Regions from separate parts of the Bombyx mori genome. Here region 2 is linked to region 1. The links are chromatin contacts, called in public Hi-C maps. All regions are on one chromosome and are shown on one strand. The core of a region is the stretch at or near the end of the contact, and the rest is flanking DNA. Distances in the headings are between cores, read along the strand shown.

The links. A called contact is a pair of places that touch in the nucleus more often than the background predicts.
Region 2: a Hi-C map of posterior silk gland shows a contact between it and region 1, with 2.2 times the contacts expected there. The contact joins the promoter of LOC101736754 here to the promoter of LOC101746840 in region 1. A contact is called at or near these places in 2 of 7 Hi-C or Micro-C datasets (posterior silk gland and whole pupa).

Annotation. Positions count from the first base shown.
Region 1 is chr8:3,267,272-3,273,383 of ASM3026992v2, reverse strand. LOC101746840 (DNA-directed RNA polymerase I subunit RPA1) reads right to left here and starts at 3,026. Exons shown (of 3, transcript XM_004925124.5): 1 at 2,831-3,026; 2 at 1-2,742. The coding sequence starts at 2,733. It overlaps LOC101736521 (SUZ domain-containing protein 1), which reads left to right and starts at 3,641. Exons shown (of 3, transcript XM_004925134.5): 1 at 3,641-3,783; 2 at 3,876-4,171; 3 at 5,464-6,112. The coding sequence starts at 3,673. The coding sequence ends at 5,689.
Region 2 is chr8:3,666,307-3,672,418 of ASM3026992v2, reverse strand. It overlaps LOC101736754 (zinc finger protein 615), which reads right to left and starts at 2,273. Exons shown (of 17, transcript XM_038012444.2): 1 at 1,641-2,273; 2 at 1,107-1,332; 3 at 361-650. The coding sequence starts at 1,766. LOC101746178 (COP9 signalosome complex subunit 7b) reads left to right here and starts at 2,665. Exons shown (of 4, transcript XM_004924061.5): 1 at 2,665-3,251; 2 at 3,388-3,640; 3 at 5,311-5,531. The coding sequence starts at 3,057.

The DNA of each region.
Region 1 (6,112 bases), core at 1,777-4,276:
AAGTGATCTACCTGATATCATTAGCGGAGGCCTTTTACCTTCCAATTCAATTTGCCCAAGTAAACATGAAATTTGCATAGTATTGACAGTAGAACCTTTGGCGCCAGACTGTACCATTAATTGTAAATTGTTATATGGAAACTTTTCAAGAAGACCTTCCGATAAACAAACTTTGTTTATGTTATTTGTGTAAGAATCGAGCATATTTTTATAATGTCTATCTAAATTGGACCTGAATTTGGGATCTTTTGCATTCATTTCTGCAATTGTATCTTTTAGTTTTTTGTCATCAACATCCATCGGCAAGTCAGTAGCTTTTACCGCTGCAACTTTACCAGATTTTCGAACCAAACAAATATAATTATCTCGCCTATCATCCGCCTCTTTGACAACTAGAATATCTTTGACACCGAGAGTGAACCCCATCCATTGTAAATAAAAGGTGAAGACTTTAGAAAAAGAACTCAATAATGCACTAGAGCATTCCCCACCATACAATTCATACATGCAGTGGACTAAGCCATAGGGTGTGGCTCCATAGTGAGTTTTATCTAGTACTCCACACAATAGTTCACCTTTTCTGATAATAACTTCAGCTTCAGTCATGGTATTCGGATTGGTAAATGGGCTGCCACCGCCATTCCACTGTCTCGGTTCTTCTTTCTGCCAGGCTTTCGCACTGATTTTGGCTTTACCAGTTAACGAAAGGCATGGTTTCCCTTTAGGTATTGTGTTGATAATTATTGTAGATAGAACTTGTTTACCTGACCACAGTACAATAGGTTTCAGTATGGTAGGAGGTAACAGCTGGATTTTACCTCTGTGATTTGAGAGAGCTTGAAATACCAACTGCTGGTAATCTGACTTATTATAAAAAGTACCTCTAAGTGACATTTTTACACCAGATATAACATGATCTTGGATCAAACCGCTTAGAGGTGTGCCATCTTTAGGTACTAGATATTGCTTTGTAACAGACATTATGTTGTATGCTTCACTTCTTGCATTTTCGTCTTGTGGGAAATGGGCATTCATTTCGTCTCCATCAAAGTCAGCATTGTACGATTTGCAGTTAGCATAGTGTAGTCGAAGGGTCTTCTCTCCTTTTAATATCCTTGCTCGATGAGCCATCATACTGGGCTTATGTAAAGAAGGCTGCCGGTTAAGGATCAAAATGTCACCATTCACCAAATGTCTGTGAACTGTCTTTAAGCCGGTGGTTTTGTACTCATCAGGTGTCAGAAGGCGTTTTGCAAGACTTTTCCGTTTTTGTATAGAGTCAGCAGGTATTCTAATTATTCTACCGTTCCCAATCTCTAATTTCTCTGCTCCTGGATGTTTATTGGGTCCATTGATTACCATTTTACGTAGCTCATCAACATTCCATTCCGTAACCGGGACGGGATATGTTAGTTTTGTGGCAAAAGCATCTGGGATGCCTATTTCATCTATGTCGACATTGGGATCTGGGGTAATGACAGATCTTGCAGCAAAATTCACTCTTTTGCCCATCATGTGCATCCTTATTAAGCCAGTTTTCTTTTCCAGTATCTGTTTAAGACCTTGACTTGATGCTCCCATACCTTCACAATTCAGTAAATGATTAACACTCTTTTGTAGGTCCTGCCACGCAACATGTAATTTTTCAGCTGGTGTTTTACCTTGAACAGCCTCATATGCTTGTCTTGGTGCTGTATCTAAGCAGTCTTGAGCCTTTTGTTGATTTGAGGCTGAGAGAACTTGTAAAATGACTCTAGCAGCATAGGAGTGTAACAATATGGCTTTATAAACATTAGTTTGAGGATGCTCAATCAGTTCTCCTCTCAAGATATTGCAGGGTCTTACACACGGAGGTAACACAGGCACAATTTCCATGAAAAATATATTTATTGCTGGACTAGCAGATGTATGTTTCAATACAGGGAAACAATATTTTAACAGATCTTCATCATTTTTTGAAATGTCCACACAAAATCGTCTGATTTCGTCTGGCATCAATATTTTAATGCCTTTTGTTCCTGGTGTTGAACCTTCAGCACTCAAATTATACATTATTTTACCTTCGGATGTATTAACTTTTATTAGTTTGGCCATACAAAACATACATTTTTTTACAATATTCATGCTCCTAAAATAGCCGGTTATTATTTTACTTCTAATTTTATCAGTGTTTTTACTGTGAAATGTTTCCACAATTACATCTTTTGTTTTCAAAAGTTTTCTATACTTTCTTATAGTTTTATTTGGTTTGTCCGGAGACTCCTTACTACTGTATGTTTCACTTACATAGTAATCAAGGTCTAAAGCTGCTGTTATATGCCCTGCATCTACTAGATCCAATTGCAGTTTCAATAGCGACTTTAAGCGATCGTCAAGTTGTATTCTAAAACATTTGAGACAACTTATACGGAATAGCATGTAAATACTTTTTGTAAAGAGTGGATTAATTACCACGAGGGGCAGTTCGATGTGTCCAAAATGTCCAGGGCAATGCAGTAACGAATTGTTACATGTCTCACAGTTATCGTTCCTGTCCCTTAGTGGTCCTAGTGCAGAATCGTACAGGCCTCCCTTAGTAGGGTTACCGATGGCGTCAAACGATTGGATTTGTGTTATCTTTGTTACACTCAATTTTTTTATATCTTCATCAGTGAACATAAGAAACTGTATGTGTTCGGGTTCGACGGAGGGCAACCCAGACGTTGATGATGGAAACGCCGATTTAAAAGCCATATTGTATTTCTGTGAAGAAAAACAAATTGAGTTATTTGAAGGCATGATAACATAACCTATTCAGTAAATTAGTATTAATTCGGTATGAGAAACTTACATGTGAATAGCAAGACAGGTATATTCATAAGTTACTTTATATCGTATCGATTTTCATATTTATTATCTTTGTTTATTTCCTATATTTTGAAATATATTGTGAACCTAATTTCAACAAGGTCTATGATTTCAACATTCTCTGGATTTTTATATTATAGACAAATGACAATCTATGTGTACTTTGTCTATGGCTTTTTTAAGGGATTTTATGATCTGGTAACTAAGACATTTAAGTCATATCTTATTTTAATTTACATTCTTAATTTTGAAAAATGATAATATAATCTAGTAAATAAGGGTGGCGTTACAGTAGCAACCGGGTAAATTTAAAAAAGGCGCTGAAAGTTATTAGAATAAGATAGAGAACTAAAAAAGGACGAAAGAACTGTAAGCACTACAAAATTACAAAAAAGTATGTTATTTAAAGCTAATAAGAAAATGCAATCAATAATCAAATAATTTCAGGTTATATTGACGAAATTAAATTGGACTACGTAAACATGTGAGGACTTGTATATTACACTGTCACTATCTACTCTAGTCATTAAATATCTTAAATTTCTTAACTCAACATAGAGCCTCTAGAGATTTCTAAAACAATAAAAAAACTACAGTACAAAAAAGGTAGACTTAATTACGTTTCGAGTAATTGGTATTTTTACTTTTAACATAATTATTCATTTGAATCAGTTTATAAAAGGTATATTCAGCTTAATTTTTGTTAAGGTTTTATAGCTCACTTTGATTCTCTTATTTCAGTATTATTAAGTCTTATTATTTATTCGTAGTATTAAGTAAAACAAAACCATCATTTTCAAATTATCTTGATTGCCATATTGAAAAATGTACATAAAACAAGGAAGAATGAAGAATCTATGGTTGTCAGTCAACATGGCGGCCCAGGATGAAGTTGACGTATGTGAAAGTTGGGAAGATATGGATGAAATTATTGGTGTAAGTTTTAACGTTCAGGCCCCAGTCTTCGACCCCATTCAAGGACAAGGCATTTGTCGACGAGCTATATACATAAAATATCTACATTTCAGCTGGAACAGAATATCAGGTTAAACAGTGAGAGTCCCACAGAAAACCCGCCAGCTATTTCTCTAAGGGATTGCAAGGTTACTGTTGAAGAGAACGCGTGTATCGGATCGCAGTGCATGATGCCGGAGCCTGCTATTCGCATACTAAAAAGGCCATCATCTTCTGGCAGTGGGCAGTTAAACGGAGAGAATCGTGCCCGACCGGTCAAAACTCTAGAGCAGAGGCAAAAGGAGTATGAACAGGCTCGTCTCAGGATCCTAGGCGAGGCTCGGAGTCCTGAAGATATTATTGATGATAAGTAAGTACACTGTAATATTTAAGAAATTATTGAAACAAGTTCACCATAAGTGAAGCTGCTTAGATTTACATTATGCGAATGTATTTTGAATCATTGAATATCCATTTTTATTCTATTTAAACCTTCTAGGGATGGTATTGTTTTCGAAACAAAGTTAGTTACCTAGGTTCACAACTGATGTACTTATAATACACACATAAACTTAGTAAATTATTGGTGATTATTTCAGTCAGCCATACTGAGCAGAATTAAAATATGAAATAGGGAACTTAAATGTAACTTAAAACAGTATTTTATGTGACTTCTTATTCCATTAAAATATTGATTTTTAAGTTAATACAATATATATATCACCTTGACATAATGACTTTCAAAATATACTTGTAGTGTTAGCTAATAATAGCTACAATATAGTACAGAAGATATTTCACAGATGCCTAAGTCATGCTAATAACATTTTGAAGATATGTTTACAAAAATACAAGGTCTACTGAGGAATTTCACCCCTACAAGATCTTCGTTTAGGTCTACAAAATACAAAAATATTGATGAAATTATTTATGTATGTTTTGTGTATTTTCATATAGAATTGAAAATTGTGATAAAATAATAGAAAATTTAATACATATAAAATGACAGGTTTAAAGCAACCAAAAAACGAATGGTTATTTAATAAACATATCTTAATTTGAATTTAAAATTAATACAATTTTTTTTTTAGAGTATATTAATCTTAGTAAAGAAGGAAAATTGGATTTATTAATTTTTAGTATTGTTTATGGTAACATGAAGGTAAAAAAGATATATGCAACACATATTGCAAACATAATATTGTACATTGTTACATAGAGTATAAAATATAGTTTATTTTTTGTTGTTTCGTGGTTAAAGTCCCCTCTAGAATCAGATAGGTATTGTTTTAAGCTGTTAGCAAATTATAGAAAATCACAAACAAATTCATTAACTTTCTACTGATGTTTCTAACAGGAAGCTCTCTGAGATAACAATAATGATTTGAAGTAATTGTCTTAATTTAAATACAAACCCATAATTGTTTATATAATGCATAAGATAAATTTTGGCAATTATAATATTATTGTATCTAATGGTAAATAAATTACCAAAACTGCATCATTAGACATCAATGTAAACTTTTCTTGGTCAAACATAATTAAACAACTAAATAAATTGGTGTACAAACAAACAGACTGTAGGTACACAGAAGGCATATTGACATTGAATACTAGATTTTATGGAAATATGAATTCAAATATATAAATTATTTATTTCAGACTCACCAGGCTACAAGACAAATTACAAGCAAATAATCTTAATGACAGTCAATCAAATAATAAGAAAAATGGTGAAAACGCTAAAAGTAAAGAACGTAAAGTGTTATCTCGGCTTCCACCTGGAGCTACCCCAGCTGGAGTATTTCCATCTCCACCTCCACGAGGAGTGCTTGTTATCCGTACCCCTCGTGGCCCTGATGGCACCAAAGGTTTTCTAAAAAGGTAGCAATACTTAAGTAATGTTATTATTAGTTTCCAACTTTGACATAAAATATTTCGAGTAAGTACTTGTTTGCGATTTGTTTGATTTCATGTTTAGAATATGAGTATACAAGTACAATACTAAAGTTAGTGGTGTTCCAGACTGCAGTCACCTACAGTGATGGTCCGTGCTTAGCTGCAGAGTTTTAGCTATTAATACAGACTGTTATATAGTAAAAAATTTATGGCACTACCCTATCATGTATAATTCTTATAAAGGTAGATAGACACTTGGCAGTATCATCAGCTTCGCTGACAGCTTAGAGCAAATATCTGTTTAGGACCATCAAATGGGTATATATATATATATACTCATCTGCCTACAAAGGCAATAAAAATAAATCTGTTTCATTTTTGAACCTATAAAGCATTTCATTAAAAAAATCGT
Region 2 (6,112 bases), core at 1,024-3,523, 400 kb before region 1:
CCTAACTAGTGGATGAGCTCACGGGGCTCAAACCTGGTGACGTTGCTAACACGAACCCTAGCAAGAGCCGTGCTTCGCAGAATCTACCACCGGATCGGAATCGCGACCCACTGAGAAGATCCGGCGAGAAACTCAGTGGGCTGTGTCTGAGAGTTAATGTACTCGTCGAGCCCTTCGTCGCGAGCGACGGGTTCGACGAGAACGGTGACCGGTGCTTGAAGTACCTAGAAGCACCGTTAGTAGATCGGAAGGATCCGAGATGACGTGTTTTGGGCGACGTCGACTGCTTTCCATTCTGTCCGCAGGATCGGGAATACTTGACTGGTTACTGTTGCTATCTATAGAAATAAAAATTCTTACTTTAGGTGAACTATTAGTAGTTCCAGGTTCCTGCTTCGTATGTAACAGATGATGTTGTTGTACTGTTGTTGTTTGTATTGTTTCTGCTTGACCCTGTTGATTGTTCGCTTCGGTTAAACTCTTCAAGCCACCATTAAGTATTGTATGGTTTAACTGTGATGCATCAATGACAGGAGTCGCTATTCCTTGAGCTTGCAGTGCCCTTTTCATTAGAATTTCATTGCACTCTTCTGCCGTCAGTTGTAGTGGTCCAAGGGGAGTCATAAACGACTTTGATGTTAAATTTGTTGCTGCAATTTATAATTTATTTTATTGATTTGGTTCACATAAGTTTATTGTTATTAAATATTAACATGAAACCTAACAATATTGGTCAAATTAACCTTTTTTTTATATTTTACATGTTATAAAATTGTTATGAAACTATAAGAAAATTGACAGAACATGCTTTTAATATTTTCTTCACTTTTTAGTTTTAGTTTATTTTTCTCTTTTCTAAGAAAAAAACTAATATCTGCATTAATAAAATCAGTATTTTGTTATTAGGAGTCAATTTAACTGAGTGCAGTATGAATAGATAAATAAGAACTGTCAGTAGATTTTGTATTAAATACTTACAGAGAACTTTATTTATCTAATTTAAGCTTAAAATTAAAATTTAATTTGAATTTAAGCAATTAATGCTAAATAAGCAAAAAGCTGACTAGTAAGCGATTGTAAGCCTTAAAACAGTTAATAATACCCACTATGTATTGTCGCTGTTTGGTTTTGTTGTGAAACCCTGTTTATAGTATGGGTTGGAGCTTCATTCAGAACAAACATAGCTCTCCTGGCCGTCACCGGAGCTCCTGCTGTGACAACCCTTGTGACTTGAGCCCCCGAGTTGGATACTGCCACAGCAACAGCACCCACTTTATCTTGGACTTGCGGTGTCTTGTGAGACATAACAGTGAGTGTTGTCTCTGGAGACACCTGAAATGTTTTATTTATTGTTGATTATTTGTTTTTATTTATAAAATGATTTTAAGTCTTTACTGAAATGAAACCTATTTTGAAACAAAATAGCACATATAAGTACACAATTTCATAATAGCTTTTTTTTGTTGCTAAATATTAAAATAACTAGAAAATTTACTTCAAGTGAAAGCTGATTGTTGTTAATTTCATTCAATCTTGCTTATGGTTAAAACTTTGAGAGGATGCACTTTGAAATTAAAGTGCACAATAAATGTTTACTCTAAAGTGCTTCAGTTATTTAATTTATTTTATTTAGACCTTACCGTACTCCCAAGCGAATAACTGAGGCTGCTCGGAGTTTCGACATCGCCCTTGGTAAGGTCCGCGGAACTCGTAAAGCCCCAAGAATAACCGAAACCCGAAACATTGTTCGGTGTTGGCATACACATTTTCACCACAATATAAACTTCACTACATAGAAATGTAAACGCACTAACACAGATTCACTATTTGATAGTAAACAGTCCTCATGACAGTTTTATCATTGCGAACATGTATGTACGACCTCACAACCACACACGCAAAACGCACTCATTGACAGCGACGCCGAATATCAAGCGAAAACAACACTAATTTACAACTTGTGATGGTGTTCTGTGTAAATAACGATGAATCTTAACTTTAGACGACATCTAAATTAGTTTAATCAACCCAATATAAAAGGCGGCCCAGAACAACGACGCTTCAACGAACATTGACACGCACATTATTTACAATAAATAGTACGTTATTAGAAGTCATATATGCATTTATAAGCTTCATAATTACATATAAAATAAAAAACACTTTCGTATGTCAAAAAAAATTGGAGAAAATCCAGATTTTTATGAAAACAATTAATTTATCGCACACACAAAAAACCTGACGCCATTTTATTATTTATGGTCATTTGAAAACTGAAGCATAAACTTTTAAATTTCTAGTTTTTTTTTTGTCAAAGACAAACTTTATAAAATTCTTGAAATTAGTTTATTTTTTAAGCCCTATAACTAATCAATCAAAGCTGTAGTTTCACTAAAAGATTTTTGGTATTATGAATAAATGTACTTCTCTGCATACTGTTCTACTTTTGAATTAATTTCTATTTAAATTGGCTGAATTTTTCATCCTAAACGCTTTAGAACTAACAAAAATTACGTGATTTAATTACACCACATTCTTTACATGAAATGTCAATATTCTTGGGGTATTTTTTAATTTATCTTAGTTACTTGATACATAGGTAATAAATTTATGCACTCATAGTCTGACTTCTTTGCAATATTACTAATTAAGACAAGCTCTTCAAGAACTCAAGTACCTGACTTTTCATAGATTTAAGTATAATCTGCCACCATCATGTTCTTTATGGAAATTGAATACATATTTTATGATAGATTTCAAATTTGAAGTAAACTAAACCTACAAATAAATACATCCGTTCGTTATGTATAATAATAATAATATTAAAGTATCAACAGCTAGCAATATAAATGTAGAAACAGCCTGTCATCAACTGTCACTGTCAACTTAAAATTACCAAAGAAAGTATAAAATACCTACCTACCTAGGTAGGTACATAAATATAACAGTTTAAACCTTAAATCTGAGTTTGATACTTTTTCCCTAACATATAGATTCAATATAGAATTGACCTATTTCCCGTTTATGAAATAGACATAGACGTCTTAAAATTCAAAATGAATCCGATGTCAATGGACCGAGATGAACCTTCCTCATTGTTATCATTTTCCTCCAATCACCCTCTAGAACAGTTTGTCCTTTTAGCAAAGGGAGCTAAAGGTTCTGCGTGCGCTGAACTCATCAAACAGGTTCTGGAGGCTCCAGGAGTGCATGTTTTCGGCGAGCTATTAGAGATGCCAAATATTAAAGAGGTTAGAAAACTTACCTTTATATCGATCAATTAATTCTAATACATTTTTAACCATTAAATGTATGAAACTGTCCGAATTCTATGGGTAGAAATCAATTTGGCGCTCTTGTTAAAATTCATTTTATTGTATTTTTCAGCTGGAGAGTGGACCTTATGCAACTCATTTAAAAACTCTTAATTTGTTTGCCTATGGCACATATAAGGACTACATTGAGAACAAATCGGACTATTTAGAATTAACCACAGTCCAGTGCAAGAAATTACAGCATCTGACCATTGCAACACTTGCAACACAAGAGAAATGTATCCCTTACAGTGTGTTACTTGAGGAATTGGATATTAAAAATGTTAGAGATTTAGAAGATCTTATCATTGAAGCTATTTATGCAGGTGAGTTGATTTTCCTACTATAGTGTATATACAAACAGTCCCTAATAAAAAAAGTGTCAGAGTTGTTGATTCATAAAACAGTATTAAAATTCAAGTTTGACTACATGCATTTTATACCTTGTTTTTTTCTTTTTCGAGTTATTCTTGTGGTGTATATGAGAAAACAATTCAGTGCCGAATTTGATGTAGTATCTAATTTATTTAGTTCATGTTTTATATAGATTAAAGCCACATATATAAAATGTGCATTGATAAAGAATACATATACACTAAATAAGCATAACTTCTAAAGTGTCCATATAAAAAAAAATCATTAAATCTTAAATGAATTTAGCTACCAATACAAATAGGAAACTGATGCTACAATGACATGAGCCATGAGCCCTACTATTATGTCTTCAGATAATTTAATGCATCTTAGTGGAATAAAGTTGGTATGAAGTCGTCGTGGCCTAAAGGATAAGACGTCCGGTTAATTCATGTTGAAGCGATGCAAAGGTGTTCGAATCTCGCAGGCGGGACCAATTTTTCTAATGAAATATGTACTCAACAAATGTTCACGATTGATTTCCACGGTAAAAGAATAACATAGTGTAATAAAAATCAAACCCGGCAAAATTATAATTTGCGTAATTACTGGTGGTAGGACCACTTGTGAGTGCGCGCGGATATCTACCACCGCCCTGCCTATTTCTGCCGTGAAGCAGTAATGCGTTTCGGTTTGAAGGGTGGGGTAGCCGTTTTAACTATACTGAAACTTTAGAACTTGTATCTCAAGGTGGGTGGCGTCTACGTTGTAGATGTCTATGGGCTCCAGTAACCACTTAACACCAGGTGGGCTGTGAGCTCGTCCACCCATCTAAGCAATAAAAAAATTACTTAATTAAAAAAAAAGTTTTATCATAAAAAATTCAATTACAATTTGAGGTTTTACAATATAACTATTGGTTTACCTTATAATTACAAGTACTTATGCTTAGTAAGTCAATGTTATGTTCCCTGTTTGAGTTTGTATGCCCTGAAAACAGTTTAACATCCTTTTATTTATCCATATAAGCATATATTTATTTTGATTTTTCTTTTACTATTTTATTTTGTTTTTACCTTCGTAGAAGGGGAGATCAATCTATTCCATGTGGTAGTAAGTAGTTGTAGGGAAACAAATAAATCTGAATGTGAATATAGCAAGCAAACATCAATAAACAATTACTTTCTAAAAATAGCATTTTTGCACTTCTCATTATGACCATGGCAACTAATTAACAATGCATTCCTTTTAATTATTACTTGTATAAAATTAAGTTCAATAAAAACCTCATTAGACAGATAGTGTGTATTCTTTATTTTACATCAATATAAACATAAATACAAAACATACATCACACAAAAGTAGAATGGGCAGTCTTATTGTCAAGAGGATTCTATTCCAGATAACCATGAAGTGGACAAGAATCACATGAGGAAATAAATTAACCGCAGTGTACTTATTAGTTAAAAGATATTTTTTTAAATATGCACAATATAACAATATATAGATATACAGTATAAACTCATTAGGAGTAGAATACCTTGACGATTTGAATATACATACATGATGTTGAACTATTTTACTGTTACAATAGACCACTCGCACGATAATTGGAAATAATTTACATACTATACTTCCATAGACATAATTCACGGCAAGTTGGACCAGGAATGTAAACGTGTGGAAGTGGACGTGGCCCTTGGCAGAGATGCGCGGCTTGAAGATGCAGCTTCCATTGCTGATGTCCTGGCCGACTGGTGCAATGCTTGTGAAGCAGTACTCAATTCTGTAGATCAACACATACAGAGAGCTAATCATCAGAAACAGAAGGCTATCAGACATCAGCAGGGTATAGAACAGAAGGTGAGTGTTATATTATCTAAGGTGCATGTATATTATATAACAATTCCTAAAACAAAAACATCATCATCAAATACAATGTTTGACCTTCTAAAAATCATATAGTTCTTATAAAAATCTTCGATCAACAATACTATTATTGATCAAGCTCAAAATAAAAAAAAATACATAACTTTATGACCCATTCGGAATGTAGGTTCACCACAAAGTATCAATCAGCAAGAAATTCAGAGCTTGCACTTTTAAAGATAAATGTATATTTACAGTTCTGGATGGAAATAGTCTTCAAAATTCTCTTAACTATTATTTTTTATCCTCCATATATATACAATTAGATTCAGATCCATAAGTAGACATGTGACATAGACAACTGCAGTGACACAGTTTAAAGGAGCATGCATTCGATTCACTATGCTTAGTGCGAGTTTTTTTACTTCTCGATCTTGTAAAAGTTAACCGTGTAGGAGTTAGAACAGTGTCCCTTCGTTTGCCGCTAGGTTCGCTGTTCCAACTTCATACTTATTTGAGTTAACTTTTACGCAATCGAGAAGTAAAAAAACTCGCACTACGTGCACAGAACACTG